Linked DNA regions of Canis lupus: region 2 is linked to region 1. Evidence: chromatin contacts called from public Hi-C data. All regions are on one chromosome and are shown on one strand. Each heading gives the region's core, a stretch centred on a gene start, on an enhancer-like site or on the middle of the called end of the contact. The rest is flanking DNA. Distances are from core to core; before and after follow the strand shown. Region 1 holds the start of CD58 (lymphocyte function-associated antigen 3). Region 2 holds the start of TTF2 (transcription termination factor 2).

Region 1 (5,870 bases), core at 800-3,299:
ATTACTAATCTCTGTATTAGTAAATGTTTACCACCACCCAACATGTACATATTTACTCATTTATTCAGTTACTGATTCTCTCCCCCACTACTAAGTAAACTTCACAAAAGCAGGGAAGTCTGTTCCTTGTTGCAGCCCAGGTCTCACGTCTAGTGCCCAACACATAGTTGACAATCAGTAAGAACGTGTTTGTGACTGATGTTCACACTCTAGGAAGTACACACTATTATTACCCTTCTTCACCAGTGAGTGGTACTCTCTCTCTTCCGAGACAAGCCAGGCTCACAGAACTTTCCACCGGCATAGGAAAGCCTCAGAGCTCTCTGGGTCCTGTGATGGCATCCGGGCCTCCAATTACTCTCAGCTGCACCCTTTCCTCTGTACTGCTGCCAGATTATTCCTCCTCAATGCACGGTTCTGATTCTGTGAGGCCCAGAAAGAATTCTCTGCCTGCAGAAGATAATCGACACTCCCAATGGGGCTTGGATCAGGGCTCTGCCGTGGGGCCTCCAGCTCCTATGGGCACATTTATGCTCCAGTGACATTGGAGACCCTGGGACTGGGACTCTTCACTGCCCAGGTTCACCTTGTACATGCTGCTTCCCTTTTCCCCACATCATGGCACGCCCACACCGCCACCCATCCTCAGAGGACAGGTTCAAATATCCTTCCTTCCGTGGAATCTCTGCTTTACAAGAAATACTTGACTTCACAAAAGACCTTGGTCCCCTCCCTGTGCACGACCATCGCATTTTATGCTCAGCGTGACTTCCATTTACTTCTGTGCCTTGTACTGTAGGCACTTGTGCTATCTCTGCACCCCAACCCGCTAGGCTGTCCTCCGCAGACGCGGGTCCACAGCACTCCACGGAAGCTGAGGCAGAAATGAGGATGCAAGGTTGATCTGTAGCATGTGCAAGGCGGGCCCCAACAGGAAACCCTCAAGGAAAGAAGAAGTAGTGAAGGGTTTAGTACTGTGCTCCCTCCAAGAGTTTGGCTGTGACTCCGTGTGCAGGGCTTTGCGGGGGGGGGGGGGGGGAGGCAAAAAGGGAGACGGGCACAAGGAGTGGGAAAAGGATGAACTCCGTTCTAGACACGTGGAGTTCTTTGACGTTTTCAAGGGAGGGCAAAGGAGCACCAGCCGCCCCGCTCAGGACCCCGGAAAGATTCAGACATTTCCCTCGGCGGCTCGCTGACCCAGGCCGGGTTCTCGGCCCGCAGGAGCGGCGCAGGGGCGGGCGCGGCTGGGGCGCGGGGGGCACGGGGGGGGAAGGGGGGCGGGCGGAGCAGGGCGGCGGGGGTCACGGGGGGGGACGGGGGGTGACGGGGGCGCGGCGGGGCCCCGGCACCAGGCTGCAGCCGCGCTCCTGCGCCCTCCTCCGCTCGGGGCGCGCCGCGGATAAGCCGCGTCCTTGCGCAGGTGCGACCCGGGGCCGGGGCCGGGGCCGGTCCTGGGAGAGCTCAGCCCCGCGGAAGCAGTGAAAGGGCCGTCCGAGGGCTCGGCGACGGTCCCCTGGGGCTGGCGGGGCGGGGGGAACCACGAGCGACCTAGAGTCCCTGGAACGTCAGCCAGGGCACACCCTTCCGGAGGAACCCCGAGCGGGCACGACGGGGGTGTCGGGCCCGGCCCCGGAGCGCAGTCCCGCCCCTCCTCCCAACGAAGATTCGCGTGCCTAAGGTCAGAGTGGCTTCCTGGCGGCCCACGGGAGACTGAAGCGACGAGTCGGCCGGACGAGGTCCCGCCTCGCCCCGCGGGCTGCGTTCCTGGTCTCCAGTCCCCCTGAGCCGCCTCGACTCGGGGCGTCCGCCGGCCGCGGAGCCCCGAGGCCACCGACACCCCCAGCGCGGTCCCGGCCCCGGCCCCGGCGAGCCCGGGAAGGCCTCCACTCACCGAACTGGAGCAGCAGGCACATCGCGCAGAGCACCCCCGCCGCCGCGCCCCGCGCTCTCCCTGCGGCCATGGCGCGGCCGGCAGGCCTCCCGGCAGGACTCAGCCCGGACGATGGGTTCCCGGGTGGCCGGGGCCTCAAACCCGGGCCCCGCCCCGGACTCCGCCCCGCCCCGCCCCCGCCCCGCCCCCGCCCCGCCCGGCCCCGCGCCGGGCCCGAGCCTCGGCCCCCGCCCCCGCCCCCGCCCCGGGTCTTGCCCCCCGCCCCACCCCGGCCTCGGCTCCCGTCCCGGCCCCCCGCCCCGGGCCCGGCCCCCTGCCCCGCCCCCGCCCCCGGCCTCGGGCCCCGCCCCGCTGCGCCCCCGCTGCGCCCCCGCGCCTGCCTCCTCTCCCCGCGGTGCGGTCGCGCGCCCACCCGGACCCCAGAGTCGTTCCGCTGCCACCAGTCTGCTCTGCGGAGCTCCTCCTCCAAAGTGGCTTACGTTTTTATTTATCCATTTTTGGATTTTTAAATTTTGTTTATTTGACACAGAGAGAGAGCACAGGCAGGGGGAGTAGGAGAGGGCGAGCAGGCTCCACGCCAAGCAGGGAGCCCGACGCGGGGCTCGACCCCAGAACCCCAGGATCACGACCTGCTGAAGGCAGACGCTTAACCGCGCCCCGTGGCTTATCTCGGTGCCTCGCGCTCCTCCGGCACTTTCCCTGGACGTTGGGACGTGACGGAGGCCTCGGTAGCCCGGGATGCCGCGCTCACCGCCCCCGCGAAGCTGGCCCCCAGGTGCCAGGGGAACTGCGCAGGCACCGAGGGGCTGCCAAGGCTTCCTGCAGCGCTTGGAGCAACGGCCGCAGCCGCCGGCCCCCCGCCCCGCCCCGCCCCGCCCCGCCCCCCGGAGTCGCCTTCTCCTGCCAGTCACCGTCCTGGGGGAGTAGAACGAAAGCACAGGGCATTGGGGGCAACTGCTACAACGTGCCTGATTACCTGGTGCAGCCGGCCCCGCCCGTGTCACTCCGGTCCAGGCCACATTTTCCTTAAGCCTGCCCCCCCCCCGACCCCCCCAACACTACCTTCCCCAGAGCTGGGGGTCCTAGCCTTGGGTTTCTCCCTTCTCAATTTCCTCTTTGTTTTCCTCTTCCTCCAACTCAGCTGTGGGCTTTCCTTTACGCTGAGAAGTCGGTCCAGTCGCTCCGCACCGTTGGGCCTCCCCCCAGAACCCCCCACCTCAGCTGCAACAGGCACCTGGACACACCATCCTAGTGCTTAATCTTCTTAAAAAAAAAAAAAAAAAAAAGGTTTTATTTACTTATTAGAGAAAGAGCATGAGCCGCGGAAGGGGCAGAGAGAGAAGTAGACTCCCCGCCGAGCAGGGAGCCAGAATGTGGGGCTCCAGCCCAGGACTCGGGGATCTTGACCTGGGCCCACCTCAGACGTTTAACCCACCGAACCACCCAGGCGCCCCCTAGCCTAGTGGTGGTAAGAATTCTTGATTGGCTTGTCTGTCAAATTTGTCAAAGAACTCCCAGAACCAGCTCCCCACATGCCTTCCCGTCTGTCCCCTTTCAGAGAGAAGCACGACTTGCTCCTGCCCAGCTGTGGGAGGGAAGGGAACTCTGAAGCTCTTCCAGTGAACAGGATATCCTGCTGTCCTAATAAACACCAACCTGTCAGTTGTGAAACAGGGGAAATTGCCATATTGTTGCTGTCATCTCCATCATCCTCAAGCCAGGATCCCCAAACTACTCAAGACATCTGAACTATACTGTAAGGATTCATTAGTTCTTAAGTCAGCCAAAAAAATCTTAAGTTATCTAGGGGCGCCTAGAGCACACAACTCTTGATCTCAGCTCAGGTCTTGATGCAGCACTGTTGAGTTCAAGCCCTGTGTTGGGCTCCATGCTGGGTGTGGAGCCTACCAAAAATAAATAAATAAATAAATAAATAAATAAATAAATAAATAAATAAATAAATAAATAACCATAAATCCTAAAGGTATCTCTATCAGTGAAATGTGGGGGACAAACGTCATGTACCATGAAGTATCCTACCTTAAAACATCCCTACCATCTGTAGATACTGGAACGTGAGGCAGGTGCGGTGTATAGCACAAAATGGGAGAAAATCAAGTTTCTGCTCTGCCATGGGCTAGTAGGAACTCAGGCCAACTGAGAAAGTTAGGATAGGGTCAAACTTTTAGACACTAGAGTGCCCCTGAATATTTTTAAACTGAGAAGTGATGTAACAGCAAACGTATGCTGAGCACTTACTAAGCCAGGCCTTGCATTAAGTGCATTACCCCCAATTAATTTAATCTTCTTGCTGTCTCTAAATTCACAAATGAGAAAACAGACACTCAGAGAAGATGCGTGACTTGCCCAAGGACACATAGTAAGGAGCAAAACTGGGAGTCCAACTAAAGCTACATCCAAAGCACGACTCTTACCCCGTCATACAGAACAGGATGCAACTTTCAGATAGGCAACCATGCTGTCGTTTGGACCAGCCAGCAGGAGCGGTCAACCATCTCCAGAGCAGGGCTGGGGAAAATTTTGCCCAGTCACGTGGGGCTGAGAAGTATGCCTCAGGTCATGGTCTCCGGCCTTCGAGTAAAGAATGATTCATTAGGTCTTCTTTGGTTGGATGCTCTGCTGACCAAGACTAGCAGAACAGTGCCAGCTTTTTCATTAAGAGAAATGCTGTGCATCAAGCATTTTTTTAAAAATATTTTTTAAAGTAATCTCCACACTCAACATGGGGCTGAAACCCAGAACCCCAGGATTAAGAGTGACACATGCTACCGACTGAGCCAGCCAGCTGTCCCTTCTACAGCATTTTTAAGAGAGCTTATATGCCTAGCAGACTTCATGAATCAAAAGCGGCTTGAAAAGGTGGACCCGAGTTGGGCAATGGGCCAAAGAGGCTCTATTCATATATTGAGGACTTGCCCCCAAAAGGAGAGTGGATGTGTTTTTCATCCTCTGGCCTGTATTGAGAGCTCCAGTCTTATCTGCTTGTCACTGTAGATAATCATGAACCAGAGCTTTAGAAAGGAGGGCTCATCCAGCCTGCTCATGTGGCATAGGGCTCCTTTCTGGTATTCTGGCTCTAGTTCTTGCCAACCTTGGAACTACACCCCAGGAAACTTAAAAATCCCAGAATGAACTGAGCAAAACACGGATCCTAAACCTGCATACATGGAAACCGCCCCCTGCCTCTTGTGAAAATGTACCTTCACTTCGCTTATATAAACACTAGGGCAGATTTACACCAAAGGCATAGATGAGGAAATCTTCTTCCACAACGCTCCATTTCCCTTTTTACAATGTTTCCCTGGCAGAAAGAGAGCATTTGGGAGAAAAATTAGGCAAAAGTCATATGCAAGACTTAACATGGTACCATTCTGGATAGCCAGCCAAAAGATAAACAATCACATTTCGACTCCTGGCCAAGCCAGCAGCTGCAAGAAGTTGATAAGGATGCAGCAGAGCACAGGAAAGCACGAGTTAAAGCCTTTGAAAGGTTTGATTTCAAGAAAAGAAAGAAAGAAAGAAAGAAAAGAAAGAAAAGAAAGAAAGAAAGAAAGAAAGAAAAAAAAGAAAGAAAGAAAGAAAGAGAAAGAAAGAAAGAAAGAAAGAAAGAAAGAAAGAAAGAAAGAAAGAAGAGAAAAGCACCTCCCTCTGCTTTTTACCCGCTGCAATTTTTTGCATATTCTGTGCAATGTAAGAATTACAGATTGGTTTTCCCTAATAACGAATCACTGCCAGGGTTTCAATCATTCTATCCTTCTCTCTTTGCAGAAGCAGAACTCCTCCGAAACATCCCAGCCTTCGAGTGGTACAGAAAACGTGGACTGGTGTGCAGTGCAGGAAGGCACAGCTCCTGCTCCGTCCGGGGTCCTGGGGAATGCTTGCTGCCAATTCCAGGGTCTGGAAAACTCTCTGTCCTTGGGGAAGGATGGTGTGGTCTTTGTTGCGGAGGCCCTCTGTG
Region 2 (6,020 bases), core at 394-2,893, 440 kb after region 1:
AGTTTTATTAAAACATGGGGACAGGACCCAGGGCGGGAGGTGTGGGTGTGTGTGTGTGGGTGGGGGGTGGGGGTAGGCAGGAAGAGCTGCTGCCCCCGGCCTGTGAGAGGTGGGTGGCTGATTATATACCTAGGAGTTGGGGGATGTAAGCAAAAGGGAGATTCCAAAAGGATTTTCATACACTATGGAGGACCTACAAGATACTGGAGGCCTTGCCATTGTCAAGTTAAAGATTGCTTTTCCCTCTCGCAAGGCACCAACATTAATTGGAAACTTCCAGAAGAATGTCACAGGTATCCGATCCTGGGTGGGGGGGCGTTTGTGGGATTTCCGCTGTGCTCTGTCCTCAGCTAGCTAGCCCTGTTCCCCCATCATAAACTAGGGTCCAAAACTTTGGGTCCAAAAACATCTTTATATCTAGCCTCCCTTACAGAGTTGACTAACTCCACTTATCTTGACATTTAAATACTGTTTGTTATTTAAGTGTTCAACGTGTGCTAATCCAGCCTCCTTCGCATACTAAGTTCCTTGTGGTTAGAATAATTGTTTCAAACTTTGTGCTGTGAATCAATGGATTTTATATTTCTCTGGCGCCTCGTTCACACTGGGCAAACAAAAAGCTATTTAGTAAGTTTAATAACTTCTTTAATTAATAATGATACCTCACGTTTGTCTCCCCTGCTGTGAAGCCCCTGCCTCCCATCCTCCCCTTCACATTTATCATATAACCCGGCTTTCCTAGGCATCACAGATTTCCTGTCCTACTGTCCCATAAGAACCGCTGCACGTGCCACACCATATGTCCGGGCATATGGTCCTCAAGAGCTGTGATATGAATCCATCTCTATTGCAATACATCTCTGATTCCTGCTCCTCTCTTTTTGCGAATAGCTCTGATCGCCATTTCAAATACGACCCCCTTTCTTTTTAATTTCAGCCTTCGTGAGCCAGGGCTGCTGCACGAAGGGGGCCTGGGGAACAGTCGGCGCTCGCAAAGCAGCAGGTGCGCGGCCCCCCGGGCACCCGTCGGTCCACGGGGCGCCCACTAATTCCGTGACCTTGGCTGAGTCACTCCTATTTCTCCGGACCTCGGCCCCCCCCCCCCCCCCCCCGTAACGCTGCCCATCTCGGCAGGCGGAGTCCAGAGACGAGGATGTGCGAGGACTCTGCGGAGCCGAAAGCTGCGGGCGGGGGGTCCCCTGCATTACTCTTCTTGCCTGCTCGCCCCCAGGCTTCTGGGCTCACCGCGCAGCTCCCAGGGGCGCGCCCGGGAGCCCCCGCCCTGCACCGGCACAGCCCCTCCCCTCCCCTCCCCTCCCCAGGGACCCAGCTCACGCCCCGGCTCCGGCTCCGGCTCCGACACCACCGCCAAGCTCCGGGCGCCTTCCCGGACGCGCGCTCCCTCTAGGGGCGCCCCTCGGGCTCCACTACAGACCCGGCCTCCCCCGGCCCCCCTCCCGAGCAGCCCCGCCGCCCTCCGAGAGGTCCCGCCGGCCTCAGCCACGCCCCCGCGTTTAAACCCGGCGCTTCCCGCGGAGGCGGCGGAGCGAGGCCCGCGCGGTGGCTTATGGGGGGGGGGGGGTCGAGCCTGCAGAAGGCGGATGCTGATTGGCTCCTGCGCGGGGAGGGCGGAGTCAAAGGCGGAAGCAGGCGTTGGGGCGGGGCTCCGCGGCGGGGGAGGCCGAAGCGCGCATGGAAGCGGTGGAGTGCCCCGAGCACGGTGAGGTCGGGGTCCTCGGAGGCTCCCCGGGGTGTGCCCGCCTAGCGCGGCGTAACCGTGGTCGCCTTGCTCTCCTTAGGGGTCGCCTGCCTTCTCAAGACCGGCGTCCGCGATGGCCCGAATAAAGGCAAGAGCTTCTACGTGTGCCCGGCCGACGCCTGCCGCTTCGTGCTGGCGGCCGCGTAAGTCTCGGGCTGGGCCTCCCGCCCGCCCGCCCGCCCGGCCCCTCCGCCCGGCGCCGCAGGCCCTGGGGGAGGTGGGGACCTGGGCTGTGCAGCCAGGGCCTCCAAGTAGTTGGATCCCAGGGCGGCGTGGTCCGTTCGGGAGGCGCACCTGCCTGCTTGCTGTGTGGCCCTGGGCAGCTTGTCCCCGTCTCTGGCCTCCATTCCCCCGCCTGTGAAACGGAGGGAGCGTCGCCTGCCTCGGGAACCTCGCGGTCCTTTCCAGCTCTGGGTTTCCTTGCACTTGTCAGGCCTCTGCTGGGGTGTTGCGTCTCCCTGCCGAGTGGCAGCTTGCAGGCCTAGTACACAGGGATTGGTCTCTGTTTTGCGCTACTTTCAGGCCAGGTCAGATTACCAGCTGCCTTCTGGAATGGGATTCTCTGGGGTCACCTGGGGGCTCAGCCAGTTAAGCATGCGGCTCTTGATCTCAGGGTTGTGAGATTGAGCCCTGCCCTGCATGCTGCTTGTGCTGGGCATGCAGCCTGCTTGGGATTCTCTCTCTCCTCTCCCGCTGCTCCCCACATGTGTGCCCTCAGGTGCGCGCGCTCTCAGGAAAACAAGGGAAAAAAAAAAAAAAAAGGTTCTCTCATTTAAGGGGTGAGATTGATAATCCAAAGAAACAAGCTAACTGCTCAAGGACAATCAGGTATCTGATTCAGCATTCTGGTTTTACAAAACTGGAAGCGGAGACCCAGAAATGTTAAGCATCTTCTTAAAGTGAGAAAAGTTAATACTATTAGAATAGTTAATTATATATATTAACTATTAGAATAGTTAATACTATTCTCATAAAAGTGTTAATAAGGTGAATTTTTAAACTGTCACATGAAACATTTTTCCTGCTCTCTAAATTGGGTAGAGAAACATAAGCTTTCTCCATCGGATGTAAGGCACAAAGTAGATACCAATACTAGAAAACTAGAAAATAAAGTATTTTTTGACATGTATATTGTGTTTCCGTTACATGATTTGCTTTGAAACTAAGTGAAGGAATTTGTATGCTTTTTCAGTTTTGGCAAATAAATTTTTAGAGAAAACGCATTCTTAGCCTTCTAATAAGTTGTTTTATTCGAGAGAAATTACCGGGCTCCAGCTTGGTTAAATCCGAAACAATTTTGAGAAAAGCAATGTCAAATCTTAGATAGAAGGGACAAGCTGGATAAGTTCTCAGGGTTTACTGTTTATTTCTAATTTCTAAACTGAGTTTCTTAGGTTCTGTACCTAGCTCAAGTTTCGTGAAACATGGAAGCATGTTCATATTTGTAGGAATTAAGCATTAATGGTAGCTTAAGACTCAGTTTTACGTTAAAAGAAACATACCTTTGGGGCACCTTGCTGGCTCAGTTGGTGGAACATGCAGCTCTCGATCTCAGGGTTGTGAGTTCGAGCCCCACTTCGGGTGTAGAGTTTAAAAATAAAATCTTTAAAAAAAAAAAAAAAGACAAACTTTTATATATAGTACCATGTATACAAAGGCCCTGCTGCCAAAGTAGTACAACATAATATTTGACTTGATGACAGTTATTTGATAACCTTGACCTATTTGGTCAATATAAGCAAGACAAAGGAAGAAACAAGTGCCATAGGTCATATGAAAGTACTTTAGGCCTTCACTCAAAACTCTGTATCCTCAAATGTTACACATACGTTCTCTTATAATAAGTTGGGAAATGAGGAGTTAAAAAACATGCCAGGCATGAGGCAGGTTAGGAGAGCCTGCTTCTGAACAGATTGTAGGAAAAGGGATGATGGAAAAAACCTAGGGAAAGTTTGCAGCCAGTCTTACGTATTTCAGCTGTTCCTGGGTGGGGGGGTTTGCAACAGAGTTTGTAGAACACAGGACAGTTTTGAGCTTTTGAGTCATCAGGAAAAAGATGTATCTCTGTCATCCTGTCTTTGGGGGAGTGGGAAAAAAAATGAAAGCTCCAGACCTTTTCCCCAGAGGAATGTACATAGACCTAACAATGTTTGGGATTTACAAACCCAGTGGAAGTCATATATGCACTATTATGTTTAAAACCCATAGTTCAGGGATGCCTGGGTGGACTCTTAGTTTCAGCTCAGGTCATGATCTTAGGGTGGTACGATCAAGCCCTGGGTCAGGCTCCATACTAGGTGTGGAATATGCTGGAGATTCTTTTCCTCCCACTATGTGCCCCCTGCCCCCCGCCCCACTTGTGCACATGCGCGCGCGCTCTCTCTCTCACAGTTTAATAAATAAATAAAATAATAATAAAACCCAGAGTCTGGATTTAATTTTGGAACGTTAATTTCTGTTGTTTACTAAAGCAAAATTTCTTTTTCCCCTCCCTCTAGTATTCCTGTTTCTCATTGTTTGTTGCATGAGGACTGTGTGGTAGGGCTTCAGGGTTTGCTTCTACCCCCGGGCAAAGAAGAGTATAGGTAAGTGTCCAAAAGGAACATCTAAATGTATTTACTTCTTTCTTTACCTGGAAGAGTTACAGCCAGGTGTGTTTTCCTAGGATTGAGTATTCTGTAAAAAATCATTGTTAACAAAGAGTATTTCTGTCTGTATTGAATGTCATCTGAGCCCTTGCTCCCTCACTGCTAAGTAGCTGGTTGATCTGAGAATCTGATTAATTTCCAGATCAACTGTTCTTCCTTCTTCAGTCTCCAGCTCTTAAGTAGCCAATAACATCAGCCCACCAGCAGTCATTAACTTGCAGTGACTTGTCAATTTTTCTAGTAATAGGATGAAGAAATAAGTCTAAAAATGTCTAAAGTATGTTAAGCACTCAATAAATGTTAGTTTCCCTTTTTTTATGAAAACTCAGGTAAGGCAGGGAAATCTACGTAGGTAGCAGGTGATATTTGTCATGAGTATTGAAAGATAAGAAGGAATTCACTAGGGTTAAGAAAGAGGTCATTTTTAACAGATCCATACCCTGCATAGGGTTTAGAGTTATGAAGTGACCAGGAATCACAAGCCTTTGGTTTGGTAATAATTTAGCGTGTGTTTGAGTAGAGATTTCAGAAGATTAAGGCTGGCCAGGAAGGCAGGGGCCATTTTTGATGGTCGTTATATGATATTCTATGCAGCTCAGAATATATATTCTAGGTCAATCCCCTTACCTCTCCCCTAATATTGCCATTTAACTATCATCTTCACCATTTTTACATACCTGAATATTGCCCATACTGCTATTTTTCTTAATTGAGGTATGGATACAGTAAGATGGCAGAGAATTTAAGTGTTCAACAGTCACGTTTGAGAAATTGATATAACCATTCTTATAACCAAGCCTCAGTCAAAATATAGAGTATTACCTCATTAAGTGCCATTTGACCCCTTTCTAGTTACTCTTTCCCTTCTACCACAGGCAGTCACTATTTTTATTTATCCTTTTGTATCTGGCTTCTTTTATGTAACAGTATCCATGAAATTCATCCATATGATAGTGTGTATCAGTAATTCTTTACCACTGAGTTGACTTCCATTTTGTGAATATCACAGTTTCTTGTCCCTATTTGTCACCCGTGTTATCTTCTTTGGTGAAGTTTAAATCTGTTTAAATCCTTTGCCCATTTTTTTAATTGAACATTTTATTGAGGTAATTGTAGATTCTCATGCATTTATAAGAAATAGTTCAAACAGAACTCCTGTAGACTTTACCTAACAGTAACATTTTGCAAAATGTATATAAAAAGTATATAATATTATAATTAGGATATTGATTCAGTCCACTGATCTTATTTGTGAGATTAATTTTCCTTGTACTAATTTGTGTGTGTGTGTGTGTGTGTGTGTGTGTGTACGGATTTAGTTCTATACAGTTCATCATGTGTAGTTTTTTGTATGCACCAGCACAATCAAGATAAGGAACAGTTCCATCACTGGATTCTTCCACCGTGCTTCCCACTCCCTCCACCTCATCTCTGGCAACCAGAGATCTGATCTCCATTTCTGAAATTTGCCATTTCAGAAATGTGACATAAATGGAATCCTAAAATGTAACTTTGGTAGGTTTTTGCCTATCTTAAAAATTGTGTTGTCTTTTTATTATTGAATAGAAAGAGTTCTTTATATATTCACTATACAAGTTCTTTGGCAAATACAT

What was found. A called contact is a pair of places that touch in the nucleus more often than the background predicts.
Region 2: a Hi-C map of blood shows a contact between it and region 1, with 3 times the contacts expected there. The contact joins the promoter of TTF2 here to the promoter of CD58 in region 1. A contact is called at or near these places in 2 of 9 Hi-C or Micro-C datasets (amygdala and blood).

Annotation. Positions count from the first base shown.
Region 1 is chr17:54,536,557-54,542,426 of UU_Cfam_GSD_1.0, forward strand. CD58 (lymphocyte function-associated antigen 3) reads right to left here and starts at 2,050. Exons shown (of 6, transcript XM_038561872.1): 1 at 1,892-2,050. The coding sequence starts at 1,961. LOC119869734 (a long non-coding RNA gene) reads left to right here and starts at 2,979. Exons shown (of 3, transcript XR_005372635.1): 1 at 2,979-3,359; 2 at 3,450-3,647; 3 at 5,681-5,870.
Region 2 is chr17:54,973,387-54,979,406 of UU_Cfam_GSD_1.0, forward strand. TTF2 (transcription termination factor 2) reads left to right here and starts at 1,644. Exons shown (of 23, transcript XM_038561881.1): 1 at 1,644-1,720; 2 at 1,800-1,902; 3 at 4,258-4,344. The coding sequence starts at 1,693.